Regions from separate parts of the Mus musculus genome. Here all the other regions are linked to region 3. The links are chromatin contacts, called in public HiChIP or PLAC-seq and promoter capture Hi-C maps. All regions are on one chromosome and are shown on one strand. Each heading gives the region's core, a stretch centred on a gene start, on an enhancer-like site or on the middle of the called end of the contact. The rest is flanking DNA. Distances are from core to core; before and after follow the strand shown.

Region 1 (3,924 bases), core at 554-3,053, 550 kb after region 3:
GCTTCGTAGAGCAGACAGGGGACCAGGGATGCTTACAAAACATGCTGTGGTAGACAAGAAAAACAGAGCCCATATCTCAAGTCTCACGGGGTTGTCCTTGCTCCTCCCAGAGCTGTGGCCCCACATAAAAGTGGGCAGAGAGATCTCTAGCATGTGTAAGACAACAGATGGGTGGAGAAAAAAATCCATCCATCTAACTGTACAAGAGTAAGAATGAGAATACTTCAACGAGCTCTCAGTCTCACCCTGACTCAGTCCCTGATCTCCTTCCCATCCAAAACACTGGTCCATCTCCCGGTCTTTCGGAAGCCCTGTTGTGCCTGCCTGCTCAGGCTGCTCTCTCAGAACCCTGGCACCCAGTCACTAGCTACAGACAAATGATCAGGGGCTCCAGGAAGCATGACTAAACTTGAAGCCCACTGGTCATAATGGGGACCCAGCCGGGACCATGTCATTTCACAGTATCAGGGTAATATTCCATCTCCATTAGGACAGCAGGACATCACCCAAGTGTCCCAGGAACCTGCCTTATCTACAAAAGGAAAAACTCAAGTAGATTTCTACGTGTGTCCTCAGACAGCTACCCCAAACCAGTTATGTTTCCCAGTGTTAGAAAGGGGAACTGTGAGCCAACCCACAGCAACAAGTCTCAGCAAAGCTAGCTACCAGGAGAGAAGTTTCTGATATTGCCACAGTTAGAATACTCCAGGCTCATGACATGTATTCACACCTTTACTCAAAGCTCTTTCTTCACAACCAGCACAGCCGGGGGGAAAAAGGAAAGGCCATGCGATTCAACCTGCTGCTGGTTCGCACGGAATGCCAGTTGGCAACTGAACCCCTAGTGTGCTGGACACCTGATCGTGTCACCATCCTGGCTGGGTCTCCACTGTGACCAGTGGGCTTCATGGTCCCACATGCTCGGCACAGTCTGTGCTATATTTGTTATAATTCTTAGCTGTATGGCCCAAATGCTACCTATCCAGCTGAGTGGCCGCATGTGACCCAAAGTTCCTTTACAGGTACCGGATCCAGCACCAGAAACAGGATTGAACAGCTGATGGTAGCAGCTCCACGCTCTCTCTCCCTCCGCTCAAACTCAAGTGCTGTGTACCTGTGCCTTGGGAGGACCACTTGCAGTCCAAGTGCGCCTGATGGGATGAAGAGGGAAGGACGAAGGGTCCAGCATTTGGGGGCTAGGGATAGTTCGAGAAAACAACATGTTGCAGGGCTGAGACCCTTGAGCCTAAGACACCTGTTTCCCTGGCTGCTCCACATCGGGCAGGACAGGCATTTGCCCCTTCTTCTACAACTTGATGAGCCAGAAGAAAGGTCGTTTTTCTGTGACCGCACGAAAACAGTCTTGCTGGCGCTGAGGCTGCTACAAAGACCCCGCCCCGCCCGACCCAGCACCCTTGTACCATCGCATTGGAGCAGCTCAGGAGGCTGACCACCAGCAGAAAGACCCAGCGACGCGCATACACTCGGGGACTAGGCAACGCGTCTCCGGCGGTCCCAGATGTTTCCGGGCTGTTGCAGTCTTCCAGCCTATCCATAGTCCCGGCCATGCCAGTGTCCGCAGGCCGCCCACTTTCATACACTGCAACGCGCTGAGGCTGTAGGCAGGCTGTCCCAGGAGCAGGGCGGGGCGGAATGATCTGGTTAGTCTCCGCCCCAAAGGACAAGTTTGGTGAAAGAAGCCAGAATTACTCGGCAAGGTGGAAACTGGAGGGGAAAAATTCCCTTTTAGAGGTAACTTGGATACAAGTGTGTGTGTGGCCTGTACTAGGAACACGTTCGCAGTGGTAGGTGCGGGAAGTGGGTCTCTACTTCAGCAAAGTCTGCATTTCCTTAAAGGTCCTCCAAATTGTTGAAGTTGAGGCCAATCTGGAGGAGGAGAGCCGGAACAGTTCCAAAAGCCTCCAATCTAGGCCTGTCACTAGACTCCTCCTAGAGGAGAAAGAGGCGGGGTGGAGGACGAGGAAAGGCTGAACCTAACTACACCATCCCTGCCCGCGAGTAGATAGATAGCTTCCAGACTCTTTAATTTGCCCTTGTCGCCTGACTCTGGCCTAAAGCAGTTGACAAGAGTCATCTGACACTTGCCACTGTGTCTGGCCTGGCTGGTTCAAGAGAAGGCCAGTGTACCAAAAGCCCTATTCAGACTAGTGTGAATGAGTGACCAGCTGGTGGGGCAGAGAACAGGCTGTGCTGTGGAGGAATAGGGGGACTGGCCATACAGAGGCAGGAGGTGGCTTTCTCTCAGTGAAGAGGTTTTCTCTCCTTCAAACACATCCCGATGGTCTTGCCCTCAGGATTAACATTCCTTTTTGTTCATTTCTTGGGCTTAGGGATTTGAGTTTTGAGCAGGAGTTTCACTGTTGTAGCCTAGGCTGGCCTCAACCTACCAGCATTCCTGCTGTTTATCTTCAATATTGGATGGTACCACCTGTCAATCATACGGGTCTGAACAAGCTTATTGTGCGGTTCCAGCCTTTTGTGTGTTCTTAGTGGGGCTGTGTGCATGTCAGATGTATTTCCCCATTTGTAGGTAAAGTCCTGTCCAGTAAGGAGAAAAATGAGAAAAACCTGGTGGTGCCCTGCAAGGGCCAGTCCCCCTGAGACCCATGATAAGGCCTGTGGTCTTTGCCCTCTTTGATGCCCTTTCCTTTCATATCTATCTAACCCCTGCTTACCCTCAGGCCATAGTTCACACTCACTCTGAAGACCTAAGCCCCTATGCCCTCCTCCTATGGCCTGGAGCTGCCTTGGGGTGGGGACTTTGATGTCTTGACATTCTACCTGAGAGATTGAGAGGGCAGTTCAGACTTCTCTGTTCAGGGCCCTAGCTTTAGGTGGGAAGCTGCCTGTCACCAGCTTCCTGTTTAAGTAGTATCTAAGCCTATCACCAAATGGGACCATCACCACAGTTACCCCCTGTATTGTCACATCTCTAAATCTTTTGATCCGCCTCCATCCACTCTCTTAGGGCACTTGTGCTACGTAGGTGAGTTCAACAAAGTTATCAAGTGAAAGATCAGTACACAATCGACAGCTGCCTTCCTAAAACACTCTACCAATGTGGAAGATGTGGAAATTAAAACAAAAATTAAACAGTCATAATCTAAGTGTGGTTAAAAATAATACTCAGCAGCCAGGCTATGGTGGTGCACGCCTTTAATCCCAGCACTTGGGAGGCAGAGGTAGGTGGATCTCTGTGAGTTTGAGGACAACCTGGGCTACAGAGTGAGTTCCAGGACAGCCGGGGCTACACAGAGAAACTCTGTCTCAAAAAAAACAAAAACAAAAACAAACAAAATATATAAAATACTTAGCTATAAACAGGAATAGCACCTATATGCTAAAAATTGTACAATGCTTGTGAAAGAAACCAACAAAAACCTAGAGAAATGGACAAGTATACCTTATTCACATATTGAAAGACTCAGCATGTTAGCTAATATTAGTTTTCTCTTAATTGGCCTCTAGGGCTAACGGGACTTTTATCAAGAGGTTTTTATACACACAGATTACAAGAAAATATTTGCAAACCACACATCTAACAAAGGACTACTACATGGTGTTTTTCAAATCCAATTAAGGATATGGGCAAAACACCGAAGAGAAAAAAAAAAAAAAAAAACAGGTGGCAAATAAGGCTTAATGACTAACTTCATTAGCCACCAGAAAAAATTGAATGAAAACCACAATGAACTCTGGATCCCCATCCAGATGGAACATGCCTTTAATCTTAGCACTCAGGTGAACTTGAGTTCGAGGTCAGCCTGGTCTACACAGAGAAACCCTATCTCAAAAAACAAAAGCAAAAACAAACAAACCACAATGAGCTAATACCATATTTTTTTAGAGTGTTAAATAAAAGTACTGACAATTCTAAATGTTGAAGTCTATAGAAAACAAGTT
Region 2 (3,920 bases), core at 386-2,885, 540 kb before region 3:
AACGAGTGCAGCATCTTGCCAAGCTTCAGGAGCAGGTGGCCGTATATGACGCAAGTGTTGATGGTTCCCAAGCGGCTAGTCAGTGGTGCACTGCTTGCAGAGTCACAGCTGTTATGTTTAGATCACCTAATGCCATCTATAGCTTTAGTTGCATCACCTAATGTCTATAGCTTTAGTTAGTTTTTGGCATATTTGCCATGTTCAAAATTTCCTACTCAAATATCTGTATACTATAGTTCTAGAGCCACTACCACCACATTTTATTCCTCTTCCTCCTCCTCTTCCTCCTCCTCCTCCTCTTTGAAATGGTCTCATGTACCCGGCTTGTCATAAACTTCTGCTCCTTCTGCCTCTGCCTTTCAAGTGCTGGGATTGTTGGTGTGCACCATGATGCCTGGGAATTATTTACAATTCTGCTATTTGCATTTATAGTCTGAGTAGTTGATTCTTACTGAAGTGATTTTTGGTATAATGTGGAATATTTTAGAATGAGATCACTTGCTACTTTCTGTGATAAAATAGTAACTTTTACTGAGGTCATATCTGAAGACTAGGGCTGGAGAGATGGCTCAGCAGTTATTGGCACTGGCTGGTCTTCCAGAGCACCTGAGTTCAGTTCTTAGCATGTGTACCAGGCTACTTACAACCACCTGTAAGATATATATATCTTTTGAAAGAAACTTTAATACTGAGAAATGTTGGGCTGTAGTGTTTTTATTACTATACTATGTTATACTATACAGTTTGTTTATTATTTATTTATTTATATACCCTTCAAAACACTGAAATTCCAAAATGAAGCAAAATCCTGAAGGAAGTAGAACATGACATGAATTTCACAAAGGGTGGCATGACTTTGGAGTACCATGTTTTTCTAGTATCTTTAGTGCTTTAGAGACATAAATGTTTAAAGGCTTTTATTTTTTCCTTTCCCAGCTTAATGCTGTTCATCAGCAGCTGCAAGTTCTGTCCCAAGTTCCATTACGTAAGCTGAAGAAAAAGAATGAGAAGTCCAAAAGGGCGCCAAAAAGGAAAAAGGTTAATAACAGAGATGAAAACCCAAGGAAAAAGCCTAAGCAAATGAAGCAAAAGGAGAAGGCCAAAATCAAGTAAGCATGTTCAGTGAGTGACTGCCCAGGAGGCAGGCTCAGTGAAGGACCACACAGTTAGCCTATGTGAGGGCCTGGATCAAGATGAACTGAATGCCTGTGTGATGTGGGTACATTGTATGAAATTCCCACACCAACAAAAATGTTTTAAAAATATGAAACCAATATATAATTTTGTTACAGTCAACCAAAGAAGAAGAAGCCGCTTTTGAAATCGGAAGAGGAAGACAATGCGAAGCCTATGAACTACGATGAGAAAAGGCAGCTGAGCTTGGACATAAACAAACTGCCTGGAGACAAGCTTGGTCGAATAGTTCACATAATACAGTCAAGGGAGCCTTCCCTGAGAAACTCCAACCCGGACGAGATCGAGATCGACTTTGAGACCCTGAAGGCATCCACACTTAGAGAACTGGAGAAGTATGTCCTGGCCTGTCTGAGGAAGAGGTCGCTGAAGCCCCAAGGTAGGCCAGGCCCAGCCCCATCCCTAGGTCCCGCCCCATCTTGCCTCTAGGCCACGCCCCACCTCCAGGCCCCTCCCCGCACTCACGGTTGCTCCTCCTCTCACAGCAAAGAAGGTTGTCAGGTCTAAGGAGGAGCTCCATTCTGAAAAAAAGCTGGAGCTGGAGAGGCGGTTGCTGGACGTCAACAATCAGCTGAATTGTAGGAAACGGCAAACGAAACGTCCAGCAAAAGGTAGGTGGCGGTTTCTCCGCGCCCACCCGTGAGCCATGACCGCTGTTAACGCTCCCTGTTTTGCAGTGGAGAAGCCGCCCCCGCCCCCGCCCCCGCCCCCGCCCCCGCCGCCTCCCCCGGAGCTGGCCAGTGGGTCTCGCCTGACCGACAGCAGCAGCAGCAGCGGCAGCGGCAGCGGCAGCAGCAGCAGCAGCAGCGGCAGCAGCAGCAGCAGCAGCTCCTCGGGGTCCGCGAGCAGCAGCAGCGACTCGAGCTCCTCCGACAGCAGCGATTCTGAACCAGGTTAGCTGGCTCGTAGGCACCGCTGCGGTGGTGGGGGTGGGGGTGGGGGGGTGGCCTTTCCTGTAGCGTCCGGAGAATGTGTAGAGGAGGACCTATGCTTTGGATGCCAACATCCTTAATAAAATCCTTACTCTTTCCATAAAAGAAGGAAAGGATGTGACTTGGGCCTGATGGGAGGTCTCCTAAGGAAATGTACGAGATTGAAAAACTGCGGGTGCTGCTTTCACTTCTTAATGAAAACATTATTTGGGAGGCCTCAGTGTGTTCCCATTGTACTTTGGGTCACTCCGATGTGAAGTGTGTCCTGTTTGGACACTGCTTTCTGAGTTGAACTGTCGCTTTGAATTAAGAAGCCACTCACCCCAAAATTTGTAGAGAGTTTTTTTTTTTTTTTAATTTATGTTTTTTAACTACATATTATTACCTATCATCTATAGAAAAAGATGGAAGTACCACATTTTCTTGTGCAGTTTGTCAGTTGTATTAAGCCAGGCCACTCATGTTTTCTATTACTAGTTGGACAGCTGCCATGTGATCACTGTCCACCCCACCAATGGTGTTCCATTTTAACCAAGCAGCAAATGCAGAACCCAGGGCGCTTTCTTCCCTAAAATGTGCTTTATTGTTAATGGGATGTTTCTTGTGAGGTTCAGTTCTTTTTAATTAAAAAGAACCTCACAGAAACTCCAGCGTAAAGAATTGCAGTTGACAGTCAGGGTCTGCTGGCTGGCAGCGATTCTGTTTTCCTTTGGTTTTGATTCATTTATTTTTTGTAGAGCTAGTCGCTGATTTGGTTTTCACATTTCTGAGTATATAGAGGGGAACAATTTTGTAAAATTTAAAAGAATTTTTACTTTGGTTAGAATTTGTTATTTTAATACATTACATTAAAACTCATTTTAGAGTTCTTATTACAAAGTATTTCTTATATTTGACTTTTAAGCATAAAACAATACTGGAAAAATCTAAGTTGCATTTAGTATTTTAAATTGTAATTAATTGTAATTTTATCTAATAAAGCATTTGTGGCCTAATAAGTTACAGCACCTTGTCTTTTATTTGTGGGATAAAACTATGACTATTAATTTGAATTATTTAACTTAAATATTCAATAAATGCTTTGAAAGTTAGAAAAAAATACTGCATAGAGTTTTTTGGTATAGCGCCTTAGTATTTAGAATTCCTTCTTTCCTTCCTCCCTCCCTCCCTCCCTCACTCCCTCCCTCCCTCCCTCTCTCCTTCCCTTCCTGTCTTTGCTTACTGTGTAGCCAGACTTCACTTTGTAGGCCAGAGTGGATTTGAACTCAGCAATCCTCCTGCTTCTGCCTCCCAGCAGGTGTGCTATACCACACAAAACTCTTGATATGATATTCTAGATATTACTTGATATGATATTCTAGTATATTACTTGAAGAGAAGAAAATGTTTATCATCATCTATATGTTCTTAAAATGGTACAGAAACTTGGTTTCTAACTTTAACAGAACAGCTCAAACTCAGAATTCTAATCCTAAAACATTGCTGAGTTTGTATCTGCTGATCAGCATTCATGGTTGGTGGCATGTTTTCCAGAGAGCTTTGCTTCTGTTGTGTGGTGGTGGGACTAAGGCACCTGTGCATGCACACAAGGTGAGCAAGCACTGCAGCACCAAGCTGTGTCCTCAGGGAGTGTCCTGGGCTGGGCTGGGCTGGAGCTTGCACTGAAGCCTAAGCCATCCTTGAACTTGCAGAACAATTTAGTAAAGTTCAACAGAAGTTTTGCTGTGGTTAGGATTTGTCATTCTAATACATTTTAAAGTCATGTGCAGCTCTTATTATAAAATATTTCTTATA
Region 3 (3,986 bases), core at 1,419-3,918:
AACAACATGAAGAATTGTATAAAGAGTCACAACATTAGGAAGGTTGAGAACCACCGTTGTAAACAAATACTCTTGTTTTACTTAGCAATGGAGAAGATTATTCTGGTAAAGAAGAATCGCCCGAGGCTTTTTCTTGGAGAACTAAAGAGCAAGAAGAGCCAAAGCTGACTAGGAGTCAGTGTTGTGTGTCTAATGATCTCTACCTGCTGTCATTAGTGATTTTTAAACTTCTGTACTGGATTTGTAAGAGCTTGAATTTTTTATTTCCTGTAACCAAAACAATTTTTTTCTTTCTAAATAAAATAATTATGATCAGAACCAATGGCGGGGGTTGGGGGAGGCATGCTAGTTGTCATACTTAGGGTTTCTATTGCTGTGATGAAATATCATGACCAAAAGGCCATTTGGGGAGGAAAGGGTTTATTCAGCTTACACTTCCACAAAGGAAGTCAGGATAGGAACTTGGAGACAGAGGCTGATGCAGAGGCCATGAAGAGGTACTCCTTACTGGCTTGCTCTGCTGCTTTTTTTTTTTAGAGCCCAGGACCACAGCTCAGGGATAGAACCACCCAGGATGAGCTGAGCCCTACTCCATCAACAACCAACCAAGAAAATGCCCTACAGCTGGACCTCATGGGGGCATTTTCTCAACTCCTCTCTGATGACTCTAACTTGTGTCAAGTTGAAACAGAAAACCAGCTAGTACAATAACTGAGCACACTTTTTTTTAAAAAGTATTTATTTTTATTTGATGTGTGTTTTATTTATTATTTTATTATGAGCATTTTATCATTTGTTTGTCTGTTTATTTAATGTGTTATTTTATTTGGTGTTCTGCCTAGATGTGTGTCTGTGTGAGTGTTAGATTTTGGGGTTTCAGAAAGTTGTGAGCTGCCTTGTGGGAGCTGGGAAACTCCAAGATCTGAATCATTAGAGAGGAGGTGGCCTCCACTGAGAAAAATGCCTACATGAGATCCAGCTGTAGGACATTTTCTATTGATTGCTGCTGCTGACCCACACACTTCTAGGGGATTCGGCTTCAACCTGGAATCTCACCACAGGAATGCTGGGATTACAGGTACATACTCCATTCCTGGCTTTCCATAAGGGTTCCGGGGGTCTGACGTCAGTACATCAGGTTTGTATAGCAATCACTTTTACCTGCTGAGCTATCCATAAAAATACAAATATTTTTAAGGAGTCCCACTGCCCCTCCAAAATCTGAGCACCAGTGTCATAAAATGCTATTGCTAAAAATAATTGGGTACACAGAATTTGGGGAAGCAACTTTGTTTTGTTTTTTCTTTTCTTTCTTTCTTTTCTTTTCTTTTTTTTTTTTTTTTTTTTTGTTTCGTTTTGTTTTTTGAGACAGAGTTTCTCTGTGTAGCCCTGGCTGTCCTGGAACTCACTCTGTAGACCAGGCTAGCCTTAAACTCAGAAATCCACCTGCCTCTGCCTCCCGAGCGCTGGGATTAAAGGCGTGCGCCACCACGCCCGGCTAGGGAAGCAATTTTCAAATTGCATTCTCATTGACTTTGGTTTTCCGAGACAGGATTTCTCTGTGTAGCCCTGGCTGACCTGGAACTCACTTTGTAGACCAGGCTGGCATCAAACTCAAATCTGCCTGCCTCTGCCTCCCAGGTCGTGCACCACCACTGCCCGGCTCTCAGACTTTTTTTAGACTTTCTAAAGCTCTCAGCCTTATAACTGTTCTTTCACGTGTTTAAATAATTGTTTGTATGCATTTCTTTTCCTTCAGGCAGCCCAGGCTGGCTTCCAATTCACTAGGTAGCCTAGGCTAGCCTTGCACTTTCTGATTCTTTTTCCTCTCCCTTCTAAGTACTGAGGCTGCAATTCTTAGCTGCACACCCAGTCCTAAAAAGAAACTTCTTGAGGAAGGGGACTAAGAGTGATGGAGGAGGCGGCGCTCATAATGTCAGGAATTCTGGGGACAATGGAAGCATAAAGGCAACAGGAGAGTGCAGTGGGTTTTGTTTTGTTTTCACCATGTAACAGGTAACTAAGAATTGACTGGAGGTCAGCACTCTGAGAAGTGCTGGAGAATGAAAAGTATGCTTGAAGCAGATGTCAAGATGCTATGCAAAGGCAGAAGAGTCTCTTCTAACTCAAACTTGAGGCTCTGAGGCTGAGCTTCCCGGCGGCCCTGTGTGCTGGGAATTCCGAAATATATATTCCAGAAGTGAGTCAAGTCATGGAGAAGGCAAGATTTCAGCATAGGCAAATTCATGTATTTAACTTAATTTTTACCCCCTCCTGCTTAGAAAAATAATTATATAAGTGTGGTGTGTGTGCGTGCATGCCGAGCGTGTTTTTAAAAATGTCCTCCTGCCCGGTAGTGGTGGCACACGCCTTTAATCCCAGCACTTGGGAGGCAGAGGCAGGCTGATTTCTGAGTTCGAGACCAGCCTGGTCTACAGAGTGAGTTCCAGGACAGCCAGGGTCACACAGAGAAACCCTATCTCGAAAAACCACCCCCCCCCCAAAAAAAAAAAAAAAAAAGTCCTCGCAAAAAGCCTCTATTTCCCTTTCTCATCGCCCATCCTCCATGCTCGTTGAGAGGAGGAAGATGACATTCATCCTCCTACCGGCAGGGGGCGATAGCCCGCGCATCTTGAGGCCTACAGCCACTCTTTCTCACGTCGCTTGCGTGCTGGTGGTGCTACATACTGCGCATGCGTACGTGACTCCGGTCTTTTTCCCCCTTAGCGCGGCCGACTCTGCAGGTCTGCGTGGAGCCGCGGTTGCGGGTCTCTATTCCGCAGGATGGTGAGTGGGCATCTGGGTCTCAGGCCCGTGCGTGCACCGGGGTGCCCCCTCCTCTCGCGGATGCCCGCTCGGGGTCGGCTCGTGCGACCCGGGGGGCAGATGGCATTCGATTCCCGGCTCTGCGCCCGCCGTTCCAGCGTGGCCTAATGGCTGCCGGGTGCCAGCCGGGGGAGGGGCCGCGGCGGAGGGTGCTCGGGACGAGGCTTCCGAGTCCGGCTGCCAGCCGCAGTTGTCTCCGGGGTCGTCAGGAGGCCGTGCCACGGAAGCCCGAATCCCTCGGCCTCGCACAGAGCCCTGAAGCCGGGAGTGTCTGTCAGTGGAGGCCGTGGCGCTGCTGCGTCCCGGAAGGGATGTGGCGGCCCCTGGCTCTTCCTGGCCAGAGTCTGGCCCTGTTTTCAGAGATTTGCTGAGATCGGACTTGAGAGGTGGGGTGCAGCTCTTCATTTGCGAGGAGTAATTGTAGATCGTACTCTGCCATTTGAGCCCGGTTTAGGCAGGGAGGAAGTGAGCGCCGAGTGGTTGAACTTTCTCGGTGAGGTGTGCAGTTGTCGGCACAGATTGGCTCCGGTGTAGGTGATACATCCCGGCGGTTTGGCGTAGGGATCGATCAGTGGTACAGGAATTGAAAGATTGTTTAAAGGCAGTACGAAAATGTCTTTGTACCTGCAAGTTGTAGTAAGGAGCCTGCAGTTGTGGATGGAGCGACTTGGGTCGGTGCCCTATTCCGCCCAGCCATCTTTACGTGTTTTCTGAGGCTTAGTTAGGTGTGTTTGGCGAAGAGAACCAGTGCAACAGCAGTTCTCCATCTGGTTCTTAACCCATCTGTCAGATATTTGTATTAACGATGAATAACTACAAGATTAAATTAACGAAGCAGCAACGAGATTTATGGTTTGGGGAAGGGTCACCACAGCATGAGGAACTAACCTTATTAAAGGTTGAGCACTGCACAACAGCGATTCTTGTTTCCGGTCAGCTTAGAAACATGCTATAGAAGTTGACACTTGTAATAATTTGCTTTTGAAACTTGGGCATGATTTTGTTACATAGTTAAATAAAAAAATACAGACCAAAACCCAGGTGGTTCTTGCCTATTAATTCGGCGCTCAGAAACTACCAAATGCTAGGTCATGTTGGGCTACATAGTTGGCCTGTATCAAAAGAAAAAAGTCATGGGACGAAACAATTAGCAAAGCCCT

Evidence for each region. HiChIP or PLAC-seq counts read pairs in DNA pulled down with a chosen protein or histone mark. Capture Hi-C pulls out chosen DNA fragments and counts their contacts.
Region 1: a contact with region 3 is called in a promoter capture Hi-C map of liver, with 2.1 times the contacts expected there. The contact joins the promoter of Mfsd7a here to the promoter of Rpl5 in region 3. A contact is called at or near these places in 12 of 39 promoter capture datasets (the 3T3-L1 cell line, 3T3-L1-derived adipocytes, the HPC-7 cell line and 9 more), 1 of 115 datasets of contacts at active chromatin or transcription factors (astrocytes) and 2 of 9 other capture datasets (adipose tissue and liver).
Region 2: a contact with region 3 is called in an H3K4me3 HiChIP or PLAC-seq map of the SCID.adh cell line, with 8 read pairs. The contact joins the enhancer-like site here to the promoter of Rpl5 in region 3. A contact is called at or near these places in 4 of 39 promoter capture datasets (the HPC-7 cell line, hippocampal neurons, liver and 1 more) and 2 of 115 datasets of contacts at active chromatin or transcription factors (the SCID.adh cell line and pro-B cells).

The regions. Positions count from the first base shown.
Region 1 is chr5:108,447,297-108,451,220 of GRCm38.p6, forward strand. It overlaps Mfsd7a (major facilitator superfamily domain containing 7A), which reads right to left and starts at 1,804. Exons shown (of 10, transcript NM_172883.3): 1 at 1,422-1,804. The coding sequence starts at 1,568.
Region 2 is chr5:107,357,901-107,361,820 of GRCm38.p6, forward strand. Brdt (bromodomain, testis-specific) reads left to right here. Exons shown (of 19, transcript NM_054054.2): 9 at 1-35; 10 at 937-1,109; 11 at 1,293-1,573; 12 at 1,680-1,805; 13 at 1,872-2,087. Among named protein-coding and RNA genes, the nearest start is that of Brdt, 29 kb to the left of the region's middle. Within about 2 kb of position 1,636, at least 306 of the 459 cell types and tissues checked have an H3K27ac peak or open chromatin away from gene starts, as enhancers often do. A contact at or near this core is called in the SCID.adh cell line, hippocampal neurons and liver, where this site is marked.
Region 3 is chr5:107,897,860-107,901,845 of GRCm38.p6, forward strand. It overlaps Rpl5 (ribosomal protein L5), which reads left to right and starts at 2,669. Exons shown (of 8, transcript NM_016980.2): 1 at 2,669-2,787. The coding sequence starts at 2,785.